3 separate regions of the Macaca mulatta genome follow, and all the other regions are linked to region 2. Evidence: chromatin contacts called from public Hi-C data. All regions are on one chromosome and are shown on one strand. The core of a region is the stretch at or near the end of the contact, and the rest is flanking DNA. Distances in the headings are between cores, read along the strand shown.

Region 1 (2,700 bases), core at 195-2,694, 540 kb before region 2:
CAGCAGTGTCAGAAAATCCTTTTATATGGATTTTGTTTTTTGTTGAAGAAAAAACTTCTTAAACAGAGAAATAGTGCTGGATTTCTTTCTTTTTTATGTATGTATGTATGTATGTATGTATGTATGTATGTATGTATGTATTTATTTATTTTGAGATGGAGTCTGCTCTGTCGCCCAGGCTGGATTGCAGTGGCGCCATCTCGGCTCACTGCAAGCTCCGCCTCCCGGGTTCACGCCATTCTCCTGCCTCAGCCTCCGGAGTAGCTGGTACTACAGGGGCCCACCACCACGCCCGGCTAATTTTTTGTATTTTTAGTAGAGAGGGGGTTTCACCGTGTTAGGCAGGATGGTCTAGATCTTCTGATCTCGTGATCCGCCCCCCTCGGCCTCCCAAAGTGCTGGGATTACAGGCGTGAGCCACCGTGCCGGGCCAGTGCTGGATTTCTTATATTAGATAAGGATAAAATGAGAACTACCTTACTCTACTCGTTCCTTGTATTATTCAAGATTCAGTACTCTGCTGGTAAGTTTCAGTCAGCGAATCCAGCATACATGAATTAAGTGCTACTTAAGGTACAATGCCTCCAACAGGCACGGTGTCAGAATAATGGTTTCTGTCCATCAGAACAAAGGGTGAGATGCGCCTCTTAGATTTGACTGTAGCCCAGTGGTCATCATCCCTGGCTGCACATTAACATTATCCAGGAAATTTTAAAGCTCTATAGGTGATTCTAAGGAAGAGGAGGACTGAGAGGCCGACTGTTGAGATGCACTGCTACTGTCCGATGAGCACACACTCATCTATAACCTTATACATTTCCTATTCACCTGAAGCCCAGAATCATCAGTGTATTCAACACAGTCCCGCCATTTCTGTTTTCCAGGTGACTGTCTTCCACAAGATAGTGTTATCCAGAGCAGGTAAACTCCCTAGCACCTGTCGCTCAAGAACTTAAATCCCTCCCTGTACCCAACCCATCAACAGTGACTTACTACCATCCACAAGCCAGGCTGCTTCCCGATGCACCTTTTCTGCTGGGGAGTGCCCAGACAAAAGGCATCTGCTCCTGGACCAGAGGAGTCCCTGCAGAGTCATCGACTTCCTCCTTTCCAAAAGCCCCGTAGGTTGCATTGGAGTCCGGAGGCGAAGCGCCGACACATGGGTGCCTTCATCTGCCCGTCACCTCCGGATTTTTGCAATGTGTTTCTTCTGAACAAGATTGTGTGCCCTGGAAGCCAACTCAAGTCCCAGACCTAGGTTTCTCGACATTTCTCCAAGTCCTACTTGGGTCAGGTTGTAGGCTCCGGGGCCCGGCCCCTTTCGATCCGCATCAAAGAACCTGGCGATCCCGTTTGGGCACAAAAGCTCAGGGCGTTGGTCCCCGCGATCGCGAAAGCCCACTTCCAGAAAAACTTGACCACTAACGGTAAGCTTCATGGGCAGCAAAAAGGGGAAGAAGGGTTTGCATCCCCTGGCGTCATTTCCGGGTCCGCTCTAGAAACCTCCGAAGTTTCCGCGTCTCTGTGGTTTATTCCGACTGTTAATGATCCATGTGTCTTTGACTCTCCTCAGCTTCCCTTCTAAACAGGGGGAGAAGAAAGGTCCAGGTTTCCCAGAGAAATTGTGCGGAAAAAGTTTCAAAGTATATATACAAAGGTATACAGAATAGTACAGTGCATGTGGTAGAACAGTGCTAATCATAGAGAAACAGAGTACCAACCTCTGTACTCCCTGTCACATGAGATGTATTTCTGTCCTAAGCCAATTGGATTATTCTTCCTTTTTCCCATTTTTATTTTTTATTTTGCAGCTGAATAATGCATTCTAACTTAACATTCTTTTTTTTTTTTTTTTTTTTTTTGAGACGGAGTCTCACTCTGTCCCCCTTGCTGGAGTGCAGTGGCCGGATCTCAGCTCACTGCAAGCTCCGCCTCCCGGGTTCAGGCCATTCTCCTGCCTCAGCCTCCCGAGTAGCTGGGACTACAGGCGCCCGCCACCTCGCCCGGCTATTTTTTTTTGTATTTTTTAGTAGAGACGGGGTTTCACTGTGTTAGCCAGGATGGTCTCGATCTCCTGACCTCGTGATCCACCCGTCTCGGCCTCCCAAAGTGCTGGGATTACAGGCTTGAGCCACCGCGCCTGGCCTAATTTAACATTCTTAACTACAGCTCCTCACTTATTTCCATGTTGAAGGAATATTAATCCTCCTTTACCATACATGCAGATATGTCAAGCCACATTTCTTCCAGAATGATTAACAGTCTTATCACTTACCAAGTTCTCAAATCTATTCTGCATGATCCCCTCCTCTCTAATAAATCTCCTTCTCTGAGTCCTTTAGCTTCCTGCTCCCGTATGGATTAGTTGCATTCTAGGTTTCTTGAATAGCTGTCATCTTGTGGTTTTTCATTTTTGAGCTCCTAGATTGGATCCATCATTTCCTGAGTTCCATGTCTTTCTCTTTCTTCCTCCCTATTCTCCCTGTAGTATATATATTCAGTTTGCTTCTTAAAATGTAGGTCAGCTTTTTGAGTCGTCATAGGTTTATAAATGTCTTTATTCCAACTTCACATTTGATGTTATGCATAGCTATGGAATTCTGTGTTAAAACATTTTTCCTCCAGATTTTGAGACATTATTTTGTTTTCTCCTAACATTCATTCAAGGTTGCTGATGAGACGTCTGATGCAGAAAGAGTA
Region 2 (2,700 bases), core at 88-2,587:
TGAGTTACTAAAAGAGTGCATTAATACACCTTCTCCAAAGAAATGGGGCTAAGGATTTACAAATATGGGATTCAGGAAATTCTGCATCCCATATTCTCCTCTCATCGGAATCAAATTGTAATGCAAATGAGTCACTAGACTTTCATCACCTGGGTAAAGTTGCTCTTAAGAGTTAGACCACTTAAGAATTAGGCTGACCTTTCTTGCTTTTCAAGAATACTTAGAATTGCAAAATTTGCCTTTAAAGAGTGGCGAGTATATCCCATTTTTATGGCTGTTTGACAACACTATTAATGTAATATAATTATTACACTGGAGGCCTGGCGTGGTGGCTCGCGCCTGTAATCCCAGCACTTTGGGAGGCCGACACGGGCGGATCACCTGAGGTCAGGAGTTCGAGAGCAGCCAGGCCAGCATGGTGGAACCCCGTCTCTACTAAAAACACAAAAATTAGCTGAGGATGGTGGTGCATGCCTATAATCCCAGCTACTCGGGAGGCTCAGGCAGGAGAATCGCTTGAACCTGGGAGGTGGAGGTTGCAGTGAGCCGAGATCGCACCACTGCACTCCAGCCTGGGCAACAGGGAAAGACTCCATCTCAAAAACAAACATAAACTCTGGAGTTGGTAAATAGACTTCAGGGATTTGCATATTTGATTTCACTTATTACTCCTGCTGAATAAGCTTCTCCGGTGTATCCTACAATAACTTGTGGGTTTTCATTGCCTTCCAGTGGATTAAGTTACATCAAAAAACATTGTAAAGAGTTACTCCAGCCCAACCGGGAAAGAAGCGCTTTACAATGTGATCTAATGAAACAAACATGAAGTGAAACAAACATGACCGTGTCCAGCTTTCTCTAGGACAGTGTAGCGTGGCTCTGAAAAGAGCCTTTGTTTTTCAGTTTTCACAACCTCGCTCCTTATTTGGCCTTATGGTGGCTCTCAGTCTTCTTAGGCAGCAGCACGGCCTGGATATTGGGCAAGACACCACCCTGCGCGATGGTGACTTTGCCCAGCAGCTTGTTGAGCTCTTCATCGTTGCGGATAGCCAGCTGGAGGTGACGCGGGATGATGCGGGTCTTCTTGTTGTCGCGGGCCGCATTGCCGGCCAGCTCCAGGATCTCAGCAGTCAGGTACTCCAGCACCGCAGCCAGGTACACCGGCGCGCCGGCCCCAACCCGCTCTGCATAATTGCCCTTGCGGAGTAAGCGGTGCACTCGGCCCACAGGGAACTGCAGCCCAGCCCGAGAAGAACGGGTCTTGGCCTTAGCGCGAGCTTTACCGCCTTGCTTGCCACGTCCAGACATACTGGCCACAACTTACTTAAAATACCCAGCGAAACGAAAGTGGAGAGGCAGCGCCTTTTATAAACACCACTGGGCGCGAAAAAGAAGATATGTCATTGGTTAGAGTTGCCACTTAATTTTAACCAATGGAAGTACATCTTTTGGATTTGCTGATTGGTTGATTAGGTATAACTAACCTCTGAGGTCACCCTGAATAACCACCAATCAGATACAGGACTTTAACTCTTCACCTCATTTGCATGAGAGGTTCTATATAAAAACGACTCCTGGTGCCTTGCTCCCATTACTTCCCGTTTTCTCGATCTGCTGTTAGTCCGCCTCGACTCGTAGTTCGCCCTCGACATGCCGGAGCCAGCGAAGTCCGCTCCTGCGCCCAAGAAGGGCTCGAAGAAGGCAGTGACTAAGGCCCAGAAGAAAGACGGCAAGAAGCGCAAGCGCAGCCGCAAGGAGAGCTACTCCGTGTACGTGTACAAGGTGCTGAAGCAGGTCCACCCCGACACCGGCATCTCCTCTAAGGCCATGGGAATCATGAACTCCTTCGTCAACGACATCTTTGAGCGCATTGCGGGTGAGGCTTCCCGTCTGGCGCATTACAACAAGCGCTCGACCATCACCTCCAGGGAGATCCAGACGGCCGTGCGCCTGCTGCTGCCCGGGGAGTTGGCCAAGCACGCGGTGTCGGAGGGCACCAAGGCCGTCACCAAGTACACCAGCGCTAAGTAAACCTGCCAAGTAAGCGTCTTAAAGCCCAACCCCAAAGGCTCTTTTAAGAGCCACTTAAATTGTCGCTATTAGAGCTGCAAACACGTGTTCCTAATCCAGGTTTAAATAATGGCGATGTCTTTAAAGGGGTTGTTATGATCTCATTACATTGAGTAATGTGTACAGTGCTTGTAATCGAGTACAGGCTAAAGAAGCCATATGCACTTTGTTAGTACTGAGAGTACTGAGTAGGGAATATGGCGCCTAAAAAATTAAGGATGTGCAGGAAATTTGCGTTAACAGAAAGTGCTTCCTGGCTCTTGGCGCGAAAATGGATACTTCCGTTGTGTCGAGTGCTGTGACTTCCTGTTAGAACTTGTTGAAAGCCTATTGTGTCACGTGTACTTTCCACCATTTAAAGGAGTTCTAACTTGAGTTTATATATTTGTAAATTTGGTTCCCGATGGCCTACCAGTACGTATGGCTTTCGCGCGAGCAATTACCTTGTTTAACCCCTTCTAGGCTGTACCCAGCTCTGCCTTGCTTCCCTCTCACCCCCCCCCCGTTTCCACCTCTCCAGCCCACAAGACATCGGGAAGATGCCAGACCACCAGGCAGGATAGTCTGCAAGGGTAAGGGGAGGAGCACAGCTTTTCTCATGAGTGAAGAAACGGAACATGAGATCATCGC
Region 3 (2,700 bases), core at 68-2,567, 670 kb before region 2:
CATGCTGAAACAAATTAATAGTCATCTCTCTACTAAGAAATCAATTTGTGTGGCTGGGGGTGAGAAAGCTCGAGAAATTTTAATTTCAATGAATTTTCAGAAAATGCTTCAAAGACAACTACCTGGCACCATAATTAACTGTTCTAATTAATCTAATTAGAAATTATTCTCTCAACTCAATCATTAATGTTCAAGTGCAATCTAATTATTCTGATTCGAGAGATCTTTCTCAGAAATAAAGAATCCAAGCCGTTGATCTAGATTTAGACTAAACGTCGAATGCTCGGTTTGTCATTTACCAAGACCAAGAATGCATTTGGTCCCAAAGCAGTCATGTTTGCTTCCAACAATCTAAAAATGGTTGAGTGTCAGTAAAACCCGACAGTGAACCATATAGAATAATATACTTGGATAATGCCAAATTAAGAAAAACCAAATCTTCTTGTGTTAAGCTTAAGATGAAGGCGGTTTAATACTTTTAACGTTATCCAGGCTTTTTAAAAAGCTAATGAGATTGCCACTACCTAACCAAGTCACCGAAGACTGATGTACGTTAACCTTTGGAGTGGTTTACTAGTAGGCGAAGACGAGAAATCATATTAAAAGTAGTGCTCAGTTCTTCCACAAAATTGTAGGTGGCTCTGAAAAGAGCCTTTGGTTCCATTGGGATTGAGTTGCTGCAAACTAATCCAGCGTTCTACTTGCCCTTCGCCTTGTGGTGGCTCTCGGTCTTCTTTGGCAGCAGCACGGCCTGGATGTTGGGCAGAACACCACCCTGTGCGATGGTGACTTTGCCCAGCAGTTTGTTGAGCTCCTCGTCGTTGCGGATGGCCAGCTGGAGGTGACGCGGGATGATGCGAGTCTTCTTGTTATCGCGGGCCGCGTTGCCAGCCAGCTCCAGGATCTCGGCGGTCAGGTACTCCAGCACCGCAGCCAGGTACACCGGTGCCCCAGCCCCGACCCGCTCGGCATAGTTGCCTTTGCGGAGCAGGCGGTGCACTCGGCCCACGGGAAACTGAAGCCCGGCCCGAGAAGAGCGGGTCTTGGCCTTGGCGCGAGCTTTGCCTCCCTGCTTACCACGCCCAGACATGGCAAAAGGCCTGTATCTATACAGTTAAAAAGGACAGACGAAAGTAGAAAAACGCAGTTTTTATAGCCTCTACTGGGCGCGAAAAGGAAGCTGCTCGATTGGCTAACGTTTTATTTTTATTTAGACCAATAGGACTCAATTATGCAGGATACCTATTTTGATTGGGCAAAACTGGCATCTGACGTCATCCAAGGATAATCACCAATCAGCAGAGACCTTCCCCCCTACCTCGTCCACATAAACTATTATATAAAAAGAGGAGACCAAGTTCTTGTTTTCTTCTTACCAGTATTATTTCATCATGCCCGAGCCGGCCAAGTCTGCTCCCGCCCCGAAGAAGGGCTCCAAGAAAGCGGTGACCAAGGCCCAGAAGAAGGATGGCAAGAAGCGCAAGCGCAGCCGCAAGGAGAGCTACTCGGTGTACGTGTACAAGGTGCTGAAGCAGGTCCACCCCGACACCGGCATCTCTTCTAAGGCCATGGGGATCATGAACTCCTTCGTCAACGACATCTTCGAGCGCATCGCGAGCGAGGCTTCCCGCCTGGCGCATTACAACAAGCGCTCTACTATCACCTCTAGGGAGATTCAGACGGCCGTGCGCCTGCTGCTTCCGGGGGAGCTAGCCAAGCACGCGGTGTCGGAGGGCACCAAGGCCGTCACCAAGTACACCAGCTCCAAGTAAATTCTCAAGCTCTTTGTCAAACCCAAAGGCTCTTTTCAGAGCCACTCACTATTATCTAAAGAAGAGCTGATTCGCTCTTCCGAACGCTGGGGGCGAGGGATCATAAATCATTTTGTTGGTCCATCTGCTAAATTAATTAAGCTCTTTGAAAGCCTTTTCAAGTGAAATATACATGAGGTACGTGCATATAGCTGCCAACACCATAGAGGTTCCGACTTTGGCCCTTGAGGGCATAAACTAGGTCCTTAGCAGTGTCTTGCGTTTTGCTTGTTCCGTGTAAGTCAAGCGCACCCGGGATCACGTTATCCGGAAATGCCTTGAGTATCCACGGGTTTCTAAAAAGATGAGACCAGTGAAGCGTTTGACACCGCCCGGCCAGGCGGTGGGTTTGGGATACCTGGATGTTGGCGCAGCAACTGCGGTGGCGCCCCCTTTACCCAATGCCTTCCCACAGTTGCGCAACCAGACATGATTTTAAGGCCCGACAAAAGACCCAAGGTAAAAGCCAAAAACAGCACTAGGGAAACAAGGCTGGCCTTTTTAATCATTCAGACTAAATTGGAAACTACAGGGCTGGGTGCGGTAGGCTTATGCCTGCAGACCAAGCACTTTGGGAGGTGGAGGAGTGCTGATCGCTTGAGCCCAGGAGTTCGCAACCAGTCTCGGCAACATAGCAAAACCCCGGCTCTGTAAAAAGTACAAAAATTAGCCAGGAGCGGTGGCGCGCCCCTGTTGTCCCAGCTACTTAGGGGGCTAAAGTGGGAGGAGGGCTTGAGCCTGGTAGTTGGAGGTTGCAGTGAGCTGAGATCCGCACCACTGCACTCTAGCCTGGGCAATAAAGCCAGGTCTTGTCTCAAATAAATAAATAAATAAATAAAAAGTGATCAGTGAAAGTTAGCACCTTGCCTTCTCCTAATTGTCAATACCT

What was found. A called contact is a pair of places that touch in the nucleus more often than the background predicts.
Region 1: a Hi-C map of fetal cortex germinal zone shows a contact between it and region 2, with 2.4 times the contacts expected there. The contact joins the promoter of LOC144340542 here to the promoter of H2AC12 in region 2. A contact is called at or near these places in 4 of 14 Hi-C or Micro-C datasets (CD4 T cells, blood, fetal cortex germinal zone and 1 more).
Region 3: a Hi-C map of fetal cortex germinal zone shows a contact between it and region 2, with 6 times the contacts expected there. The contact joins the promoter of H2BC13 here to the promoter of H2AC12 in region 2. A contact is called at or near these places in 5 of 14 Hi-C or Micro-C datasets (CD4 T cells, cortical neurons, fetal cortex germinal zone and 2 more).

Annotation. Positions count from the first base shown.
Region 1 is chr4:155,618,937-155,621,636 of T2T-MMU8v2.0, forward strand. It overlaps LOC144340542, which reads right to left and starts at 1,445. Exons shown (of 4, transcript XM_078000813.1): 1 at 1,286-1,445. The coding sequence starts at 1,438.
Region 2 is chr4:156,160,568-156,163,267 of T2T-MMU8v2.0, forward strand. It overlaps H2AC12 (H2A clustered histone 12), which reads right to left and starts at 1,338. Exons shown (of 1, transcript XM_001093153.5): 1 at 670-1,338. The coding sequence starts at 1,308. The coding sequence ends at 922. It overlaps H2BC12 (H2B clustered histone 12), which reads left to right and starts at 1,627. Exons shown (of 2, transcript NM_001260530.1): 1 at 1,627-2,040. The coding sequence starts at 1,651. The coding sequence ends at 2,031.
Region 3 is chr4:155,489,446-155,492,145 of T2T-MMU8v2.0, forward strand. It overlaps H2BC13 (H2B clustered histone 13), which reads left to right and starts at 1,318. Exons shown (of 1, transcript XM_078000799.1): 1 at 1,318-2,700. The coding sequence starts at 1,392. The coding sequence ends at 1,772. H2AC13 (H2A clustered histone 13) reads right to left here and starts at 1,096. Exons shown (of 1, transcript NM_001194031.2): 1 at 633-1,096. The coding sequence starts at 1,090. The coding sequence ends at 698.